Linked DNA regions of Mus musculus: region 2 is linked to region 1. Evidence: chromatin contacts called from public HiChIP or PLAC-seq data. All regions are on one chromosome and are shown on one strand. The core of a region is the stretch at or near the end of the contact, and the rest is flanking DNA. Distances in the headings are between cores, read along the strand shown.

Region 1 (4,871 bases), core at 1,981-4,480:
AGTGATGCCAGCTCCTGTCACCACGGTCACCATCCCACACAGATCTGCACCGCCCAGCTTGTACTTAGAGCAGCACCCTTCCTCTGCTCCACCCCTACAGCTCTTCCTCTTCCTGGGGCCCCTCCTGGAAGGTATTTCAGAGCTCTTTACCTGAGCTGGTGCCTCTGCCAAGGGTGTACAAAGCTTGCCTGGCACACGGAATGGGCCTCATCTCTCCGCCCTTTCTACAAACCCTGCATCCTCCCCAAAGCCATCCTCTGCTCCCCACTCTGGAATCCTCAGGATGCTCAGAGGCTAGAGAGCTACACTCCCCCATCCCTGCCTCCCCTAGAGCCTCAGCTTAGCCCTACCTCCAGGGAAGACCCCCGAGGAAGAGAATAGGCACTGAGCAGGCAGAGTCCTCTGTCATGGACAACACAGGAATACATTTGAAAGGAACCAAGATGAAGGAAGAACATGAGCAGGTCTGTGGAGGCCTGAAGCAGTTCCGAGACACTCTTTCTTCCCATGTTCCCCTGATTCACTGATGCTGGCTCAAAGGCTGGCCAGTACTCCTACCGATGTTCACGAAGCAAGCACTTTCCGCTCTCTTACAGGGAGAGGCTGCCAGGGCCGTCCCAAGGAGAGCAAGACAGAAAAGAGACACTGAAACTATGACATAGACATGAATGCCATTCCTATAAGACCATCCAGCCAGACGCCTCTCCTCCCTAACCATGAGGGACAGGTCAGGGAAGAGCAGAGAGAACAACAGGAAATCGTGGAAGAGAAGCAGAGAAGAGTAAGGGAGACAGGTCAGAGGTCACTGGAAGTGATAAAGGAGATCTCCAGAGTCCCAGACAGCCACAAAGATCCTCATATCCTTGCCAGCTGGCATTGCCCAGACCCAAGCATGCCTGGAGCATATCCAGGAAGCACCTGGGAAGTCTCCAGTGAAACTCAACATTCCTTATCTCTTGCTACCCTTACTACCACAGACTTTGATTTGATAGGCACTCAGTCCCTGGGGCCCTGGGTCCTAACAAGACCTGGAGAGGATCCTATCTGAGCTCAGCAAAAGTAGATGCCCTTCCAGTCTGAGAGGGAAAGCCTCTGGTCAGAGACAACCTGTTCAAATGGGTCTCAGGGATGCCAAGGAGAGGGAAGTAGAGCCAGAGGAGGTTAGGGGTCATGGGAGGACTTCCTCAGGAAGGACCAAGAAGTAGGTGGGGCAGAGCTGTAGAGTTTGTTTATTTGGGGCTTTTTTTTTTCTGCTGTTCCTGTTTGGCAATCACAGCCGTGGCAGTCAAAGTCACCTCAGCACCCAAAGAGAGCTCGGAGCCGGGGGGGGGGGGGTGGCAACAGATAGCTCCCATGTCCCACCCAGTAGCCATTCTTCTAGGGAGTCAAGAGCATCCCTAAGGAAAGCCCCCAGAGACAAAGGCCTCCATGTCGGCTGGGAGTGACCACTGACTGTGACTTACCAAGAACCTGTCAAATTCAGTGGGACGTGACAGGCTGAACTGAGCGTTAAGAGGAACCGACCTGACCAAAGCAAACAATAAGGAGACAAAACCAGCTTCGTTCTTGGTCCCCCGCCCTTCCGGTGGCTTCCAAAGTCACCATAAACAACCAGTGCCCTGAGACCAGGCACGCCACCCCACCCTCTGTACTGAGGACAGTGAATTCATTTGGCATATGCCTTAAATGGAGGCAATGGTAAGGACAGAGAGAACACTCAGGCCGTACCAAGCGCAGATGCCACTGGCTGCCCCCTCAGAGCACTCTGGGCTGACCAGGAAGGGTATGCCACTAGATCTGACAGCATGCCATTCAGATACCAGAAGAAGACGGTGGGAGGTTGGGGCGGCCATACCAGACACACCAGGCTGCTGAGTGGGGTACATATAGCATGCCACAGAAGTAGGGCATACATTGTCCTGGGAACCCAATTACCCACGGTAGATCCTGGAATCCAGGATCCAGACAGACTCCTGATGCAGAATTCTGTATCCAAGTGAACCAGAAGTGCCCATTCATGGGAACCAGGCCTGGACCCCAGGCAGGTGTAGGTCATGTGGCTCAACCATCATGCCTGGTTAAAATGTGTGACTGCCTCGGTCCCCTCAAAGGCCGAGTCCCCTTGGTTTTTACAGACACACCCTTCTCTGAGCTCAGGGAGATTATGCTGGACCTAGCAGGGTGGGTAAGAAGAGGCCATCTCTGGATAAGGAAGAGCAGGCCCTGGCTGAGCACTGGGCTGAGAACCTTTGTAGTTTCCAGAAATTCCTTGGGCACCTTGATGCCTGTTTCCGTACCAGATTTTCCATGAAGAAGGTAGAAGCTGTACGGGTAGCCATGGAGGAGGAACGGGAAGAAGAGTGAAGGAGAAGGCAGGGCAAGGAGCTGGACACCTGGAGGCAGAACTACAGCCAATCAGAGACCCTCTTGGCCCCTGGAGCGGGGGGGGGGGGGGGGGGGGGGGAGAGGACTCTGAACCCAGGCCAGCTGTTTGGAGTGGGTCCTCTACTCTGCTTGTGACTGAAATCTTAAGCCCATTTTTCAGATGAGGGTAAAATACAGCCACATAATTGAGGTTTTCTACCAGTGGGAACAACCAAGCTGACTCCGCACGCAACCCAATGTCACGTCACGTTTCAAAAACCAAGAGCTCTAGGCCTCGGTCATGTGCTTCCTGCAGGCCTTGAGTCAGTGGGGTGCACTCGGCTGGTCCTCAGTAAGGGAGAGAGGGCAAGAGGGAATGGGAAATTAGCAGGGGACACTGACAGATGGATAAGATAAATAATAAGGGGGCTGTTTTCCAACAACAGCCTGGCATGGCGCCCAGGGCAGTCATCACCCTTGGAGCTCAGGGCTACACTTGCTTCATCTTTTCCAGAAGTATGCGAGCCCAGATACGTCAGCCTTTCGGTATGCAGCGTGATCTGTGGCTGGCTGCCCGCCTTTCTCCCTGCTCCTTCCTTCAGAACTTCGCCTTCTTGGCACTGACCACCCGGCCCCACCCTGCCCCACCCAGCCAGCCCGGCCGCAGGCCCCCTCCTCAGTCAGGCCCCTCTTGCAGGGGACTGTGACAAGCCCCTTCAACAAGGCAGAGCCCCTGTAGGGCAGACAGAAAGCTGTGGTACGGGGAGGGCGGGAGCCACATCATCTAACTAACAGGTTGGTCTGGCTTGGAGGAGTCCCGCCCTCCTGTAGCTAATGAACACTATGCAACAGGTGTTTTCGCCTCAGTCCCCAGCCGGCCCTGGATGTGACAGGAGGCGGCTGCCAGCCACCAACTCCAAATCTCCCTAGCTCACTGGTGAGCCCTCCGGCTCCCAGGCCCAGGGGGGCCACCATGGCCTACCGCTCCTGCGTCGTTGGCTTCAGCAGCCTCAGCGGCTGTGAGATGACCCCTGCGGGCAGTCCCCAGCCTGGGACCTCAGGATGGGGCAGCTGTGGGCTCCCTGGGCCTGGCTTCAGCTCTCGAAGCCTCACAAGCTGCAGGCCAGCTGGCACCATCCCCAAGGTGACTGTGAACCCCAGCCTGCTGGTGCCTCTGGACCTCAAGGTGGATCCAGCTGTTCAACAGCAGAAGAATCAAGAAAAGGAGGAGATGAAGGCTCTCAATGATAAATTTGCCTCCCTGATTGGCAAGGTGAGCTAAGTGGGAGAGGGCACCAAAACAGAAGGGCCCCAGGCTTTCCAGGTGACCTGGCTGGTGGTTCCCTGAGCATCGGTCATGCCCCGCCCCTGATCCCAGCCAATGGGGATGCAGCATGGCTAAACCTGCAGAGATGGGTTAGGGAAACCTGATACATCCTGGTGTCTGGGGTGAAAGGAACTTCAGGGTGACTCTGCGGGGTACTGGATAAGGGTGCACTACCTGGCTGGGGATGGGAGGGCTCCGTGTACCCCTGTAACAGTCAAGGGGTGCTTCTCGGGATGGCCTATGGAGGTGTGGCCTGCTGACTTCTGCCCAGGTGGGTGGATGGGAGATACTGCTAAGATGCCCTCAAAACCCCAAGCCTCTGTACCAGCATCTCCCTCCCACCCTGCTGGCTTTCCCCATTCATCCGTAGAGCCACTGTTCTGGCAGGTCCAAAGGGGTGGGGGTGGGAGCGGGGGCAGAAGGAGGCTGCCATGGAGTTTGTATGAGTAAAGACGCAACTTTGGCTTGTCAGGAGAAAGGAATGTAGAGGACTGTGTCAGAATCCAGCCAGCAGCCAACAGTTGGCCTGCTTTGCACTCACCTAGGTGGAAGGAACAGGCCCCTAACAACATGGCCCCCACACTTCCTAGACTCACTGCCTGCAGCTAGCCTAGGGCTTCAGGAAGTCCTGTCTACCTTCCAAGCCTGTGCCCACTCAACCACTCCAAGAAGCCTCTGTGAACAATCCTCCCAGCCCTGCTTCCTCCTGTGTCAGAGCCGCACTGACTGAACTACACACTGGTGTGCTAGGCACCACAGGGCACCTCACAGGTTCACCTCAAATCCCCTTAACTGTAAAGAAAGACATCTCATGACTTTGCGCAGAACAGGGAACCCTGGCCAGTCCTTATCTGCCTCTTGGTTTCTGAGTCTGCAAACCCTTGCACATTTCTGGGGTCCTGAGCTGTGGGGGTGTACAGACAGACAGGCAGTGAGAAGAGAGTGCCACGTGTGGCCTGGATGCCTGAATGCCACAGGAACGTAGCAAGGCGGCGGTGGGCCAGTGCTAACTAACATCACTACAAACGTTGTTTTCCCAGCTGTGCAGATGAGGCAATAGGACCAGAGAGACTCATTGCATTGCCCAGAGTCACAGAGCCAACAACTGATACGGTTTATATTTAAACTCAGGTCTGTGTGTGTATGATGTGTATGATGTGTATGTGTGTATGACAGACAG
Region 2 (5,284 bases), core at 2,784-5,283, 370 kb before region 1:
GGCTGCCTGTGTGCTTAGAATCCAAGCCTCTCCTGCAGGCTGCCTGTGTGCTTAGAATCCAAGCCTCTCCTGCAGGCTGCCTGTGTGCTCTTAGTTTCTCAAGGTCACATCTTTGCTCATTTCCTTCTCCAACCCCGAAACTGCAGTCTCATGGGCTCAAGTCTGTCCTAGAGATTTTCTCTCAAGAGGCTTATTGGCCCAAGACCTCTGCAAAGGGACAGCAGATGCACCAAACAAAACCATGGAACACAAACAAACGTGTCAACTGATTGTTGCCACACTCAGAAGCACAGATGCAAAGAAAACTACAATTTAAATAAAAGAACTAAGTACACAGCCAAGAGCCATACCACGGAAGATCCTTGGGACCCTCATCACGCTCAGAAAACACCATTTCTCTCATGTAGACATCATGAACAGAAGACCAGAGTGCAGAGGAGACAGGCCAGGCCAGAAGCCAGGGTTTCAGCAATTTTTCAGAGAAGAGGGATATGGGCCAAGTTGATTAGATAAGCCACTTTCCTTTCCCTTGAATGTCCAAGCCAGATCTTCCTGGTATCTTCAGGGTTTTATTCTATATCTATCTCCATCACCTCTCTATTTCACAGGTGAGCAACGCTGTCTCCCTAAGACATGTGCGGATAGGTGAGCATCACTAAAAGTCAGTTTTTTTTTTACAGAGAGCCACCTGTGTAGGGACAGGTGGGTAAGGTCTCCATCATCAGGTCATGGGATTCCCAAAGCATGGGGTCTGCCTTCTCCTGCCCACAATTCTCTCCAGATCTCAACTAGGACACAGGCAAAGGCAGAGGCCTTTGTGAACTGGGGCTCCATTTGGTCTTTTTTTTTTTTAATCCCTCCCTTTACCCTCTAGCAAAATGTAAGCATCCCAGGTACCCGATCTGGGCCCACCCTTCCTGTGGGTGGTCCAGAACTCTGTTGCTTCCTCCACAATTATCATCCTCATCAACAACACTGGGCGTTGTGTTCCTAATGGCCAGGATCTGATTAGTTTACGGCACTGTGTAAATGACTCGGTAATAACCCAGTGAACTGTTTCTCTCAGGGACACTGAGAGTAAGCGCTTTGGAGGCAGGCTGCTTTGGACTGTTTCCATCAGAATTTGGTTCTGTGTCCAACAAATATTTGATAAATGGGCCAACAGAAATAGATGTGACATAATGTCTTTAAAGTGCTTCCTACTGAGTTTTATACCTGGCAGCCACTTGGTTGAGTGTGGCTATCACTACTATTATTATTCGTAATGGTCAATTTTCTGGGATCGGCAGCAGTCTAGGAGAGCCTGGGGCAGATAGGGTCACCACCCCTTCCCTGTCCTCAGCATCTCATGCCACCGTGTGGGAATGTGCTGATGAAGGTGCCATGCTGGAGAGGAAGGAGGGAAGACAGGCCGAGCCTCTGGCTCTTTAGTCACCAACACCGGTTATTGGACATTAAGAATGTGTCAGGCCTTAGGGAGTGCTTCCTGTGGAATAACACGAACAGACCTTGACGTTCCTGGGTTAATGTCTATTGTTACATTCTCTGTGGGAGAAGCTGAGACCAGAAAGGCCAAACTGAGTGGTGGAGAAGAAGTTGATTCCCTGGGGTCCAGGCTACCATCTGGTGCCACTCCAGGTGATCAAAAGTCCAGCATCCATCTCGGCTCTTTACCGTGTCTCCAGTGAGGGACTGCCTCCTGGGAGGGTTAGGGTTAGTAGGTCCAGACCTGCAAGGGGCCCACAGAAGGAGGCATCACTGGCTCCTGGACCTTCATCATGCTCAGAAAACACCATTTCTCTCATGTAGATGTCATGAATAGAAGACCAGAGTGCAGAGGAGACAGGCGAGGTCGGAAGCCAGGGTTTAGGCAGAATTCAGAGAAGAGGGATGTGGGACAGAGGTGGTGACAGAAGTAGTCAGGGGTGGGTCAGGATAGCTTAGGTAAACATGAGGGGGCACTAAGATGAGGCCAGAGGACGAGGTGTCCATGGGCAGACAGGGAGCAGTAAGCAACAGTGGGTGGGTAGGAGCAGAGGATGCAGGGCACAGCTGCCTGGGCAGGGGTGCTGCCATGTATGTCAGAGGACTGTGTTGCTGGCAAAACCCTTGACAGGGGTTCTGTGCCAGGGCTATGCTCTGAGAGCGCAGAAAAAGCCCGTCAGCATCACACAGACATTCTGTGGGAACTGAGTGGCGGCTAACAGGGCTGGGGGAGTAGGAGAGGGGAGGGGTGCGGAGGGGTGGTAGGAGAGGGCCATGCTAGGCGTCTTTGGTCTGGAGAAGCTCTGCTATACTCACAAAGGAAGCTAAGATGGTGCATGGTGTGGATGCGGGAGGAGCAGCAAGGAAGTTGTTACCATGTATCCAAGAGCATGTCCAGGACAGAGAGAGGGGGGCGGAGCTCAGACCCAGCTATAGTGGTCTAGGAGGATCTGTGAGGAGGGCTGGGTACAGTGTGAGAGAATAAAAGATAGGAGAGGTGGGTGAAGGATGGATGCAGAGAGGGGGAGAAGAGGGTGGAGGGAGCAAGCTATAACATTTTGATGTCAGTGATGAAGACAAGACAGCAGGAAAGAATAGGAAGGGATACAGCCAAGGAGAGAGTAGGCTTCGTGCCCACTGAATCCAGACAGAGCCCTAGCCCAGCCCATGTCCAGATTTTTCTCCCTTTGAAATCCTACTCAGATGAGAGCCCCACCTCACTATGGGGCCTTGTCAGTGACTTTTGAGGGAGGCCATTCTCCAGGAGTGAGACAGCCATGGCCTGGACAGAATGATTAATGGAGGGACTGGGGCCCATCATGGGAGCCTCCGACCTGGGATAGAGGGGACCACAGACAGGGAGCACATACCAAAAAACCGAAGAATACAACATAAAACCTGATGTGGTGTACAGCTATATTCCCATTGAGGGCTTTCTGGCATTAGCTGTGTGAAATCTAGATGCCTAGGAATGGCCCCAGCCAGGTTGGACTCCCCAGTTCCCAGGCCTGGGCAGTAGTAGCTGGAGGGAGGGCCCATGGGTGACAATTGATTCCTGCCCTTACTGTGAACATGCAGATGAACATGGCAGGAGACAGGCATGATGAATTGGAGGTTTCGTGGGGCACCTTTGAACTCCCCAGACCGTGTGGTCCTCTGTGCTTTCTGCCCATGGAGTCCCCACCAAACTCCACTCTCTTGCCTTTTCATTTTCCCCAAGAGCCAGAGGCTTGTCCTTTCCTTCAGTCTCTTACCGGCTTTATTTACTATGGGGTTGACAGCTGTGCTGGGCATTGTCTACCTCTCTGGAAAGTGTGATAAGCACATGGCTGTCATTTAGCCCACAGTCGTTGTGACACAGGTCCCATGATAAAAATAGGGTCCTGTCATCCTGGTACCCCAAAAGGAGAGACCCACTTCTCTCCATGGCTTATATCTGCAGGAGGCCTGGTGAGAAAGTCTGCTGGAGAATGGCCTCCCTCAAAGGTCTCTGACAAGGCCCCATAGTGAGATAGTGTTTTCAGCTGAGTAGGATTCTAAAGCAAGAAAAATCTGGACACAGGCTGGGTTAGGGCTCTATCTGGATATAGCTAGTCTCAATTGGGCTTCCCCTTTCTAGGACAGGGGATACAGCTGTGGTAGAGTCCTTGGGCATTGTACATAGTGGCCTGCTCTGTCCAAAATGTCTACGCCATCTCTGCCTCTGAACCCCTGTAAGAAAGCCAGCCGCAGAGATGAATCTGGGAGATGGTGAAGTCCTGGTGACATTCCCCTGAGGAGGCTGTGGCCTGGGGCAAATTACCTTATAACAGCGGGTTAATTAGATAAGACCCAAATTACCAGAGCAAAGTTTGCAAGCCCAGCAATTTAACAGTTTCATGTTGTTTCAGAGGTGGGGAGGGCCGATCTCTGGCTCAGCACAGAGAAAATGACTTCTTGCTCCCAGGCAAGCCAAACCCACGAATTAAGCTCTCCACTGCCCATCTGCTAGCCCAATGCCAAGCATATATAAAGGCACCTGCTGGTCCTCACTGCAGCCAGCACAACCTTCGTGGGAATCTACCTTCCTCCTGCACCTTTACTCCATCCTCTACCAACATGAGCCGCCAATTCACCTGCAAGTCTGGAGCCAGCAACAGGGGCTTCAGTGGTTGCTCCGCAGTGCTCTCTGGGGGAAGCTCATCCTCCTACCGGGCAGGAGGCAAAGGGCTCAGCGGGGGCTTTGGCAGTCGGAGTCTCTACAGCCTGGGAGGTGGCAGGAGCATCACTCTTAACATGGCTAGTGGCAGCGGGAAGAACGGAGGTTTTGGATTTGGCCGGAACCGAGCCAGTGGCTTTGCCGGAAGTATCTTTGGCAGTGTGGCCCTGGGGCCCGTGTGCCCTGCTGTGTGCCCGCCTGGCGGTATCCATCAGGTCACAGTCAATGAAAGCCTTCTGGCCCCACTCAATGTGGAGCTGGACCCTGAGATCCAGAAGGTGCGCGCACAGGAGCGGGAGCAGATCAAGGCTCTGAACAACAAGTTTGCCTCCTTCATTGACAAGGTGAGTCTGCTAGGACAGGGGCACCTGGGAACAGCTCTTGTCTCATCTGCTGGGAGTAGGTTATCTTCAATCCCTCAAGAGGTATTGAAGTTGCTACAGTTACTGTACATGATGCTGGTACATTCTGTAACCTTAATACCTTGTAAAGATTCTCTGCTGTTAGAGAGAGAACATCTGCAGGGATCGTTTCTGCTGGCAGAGGCTTTCAGGGATACTACTCACAGGGGAACTCTGGGAAAGAGAGATGGGCCTTGCTATGGAGACTTACATTGGTACCATTGTTAAGCCTTGTAGTCAAACTGGCTGTACACAGTAAAAGCCAGGGGAGAATCAGCCTCGGGGTCCAAAGAGCCTGTCTTCTTCTCAGGATGATCTTGTTCCCTGGTCACCTGACTGGTGGATCATGAACAAGTGTGTGGCCACCCAGGCCCTTTAGGCTAAAGGATGTCTTCACTGAGGGTGTTTGTTTAGTGGTGAAGGGCTCTCTTGCAAGATAGGGGTAGAGGTACTCTGGACTCAGACTTGGCAGGCTTTGGGGGGAAATTACTTGTTTCATCTGGGTCCTATGTCCTTCCCTCTAGTGTGGAAATCTTGACTTTCCTCTGGGGCTTCTGTCAGTTGAGAAAAGAAATCTCATGTGAAGATCTTGGGACAATGCCTGGCTCAGGCAAAGTCCTCCTCAAATGCTGGCTCAGACCAGGTCCTCCTCAAAGGGTGTCTGTTGTTTCTGGGAAAGAGTTCTAGGAAACAAAGGGAC

What was found. HiChIP or PLAC-seq counts read pairs in DNA pulled down with a chosen protein or histone mark.
Region 2: a contact with region 1 is called in an H3K4me3 HiChIP or PLAC-seq map of embryonic stem cells, with 16 read pairs. The contact joins the promoter of Krt71 here to the promoter of Krt80 in region 1. A contact is called at or near these places in 4 of 39 promoter capture datasets (cranial neural crest, embryonic stem cells, frontonasal cranial neural crest and 1 more), 1 of 484 Hi-C or Micro-C datasets (the G1E-ER4 cell line), 2 of 115 datasets of contacts at active chromatin or transcription factors (both in embryonic stem cells) and 3 of 9 other capture datasets (adipose tissue, embryonic stem cells and liver).

What each region holds. Positions count from the first base shown.
Region 1 is chr15:101,368,521-101,373,391 of GRCm38.p6, reverse strand. It overlaps Krt80 (keratin 80), which reads left to right and starts at 3,230. Exons shown (of 9, transcript NM_028770.3): 1 at 3,230-3,637. The coding sequence starts at 3,338. The region is part of intron 1 of Gm35853 (a long non-coding RNA gene); the gene reads right to left. It overlaps Mir1941 (microRNA 1941), which reads right to left and starts at 4,040; the gene lies at 3,958-4,040.
Region 2 is chr15:101,741,846-101,747,129 of GRCm38.p6, reverse strand. Krt71 (keratin 71) reads left to right here and starts at 4,033. Exons shown (of 9, transcript NM_019956.1): 1 at 4,033-4,527. The coding sequence starts at 4,084.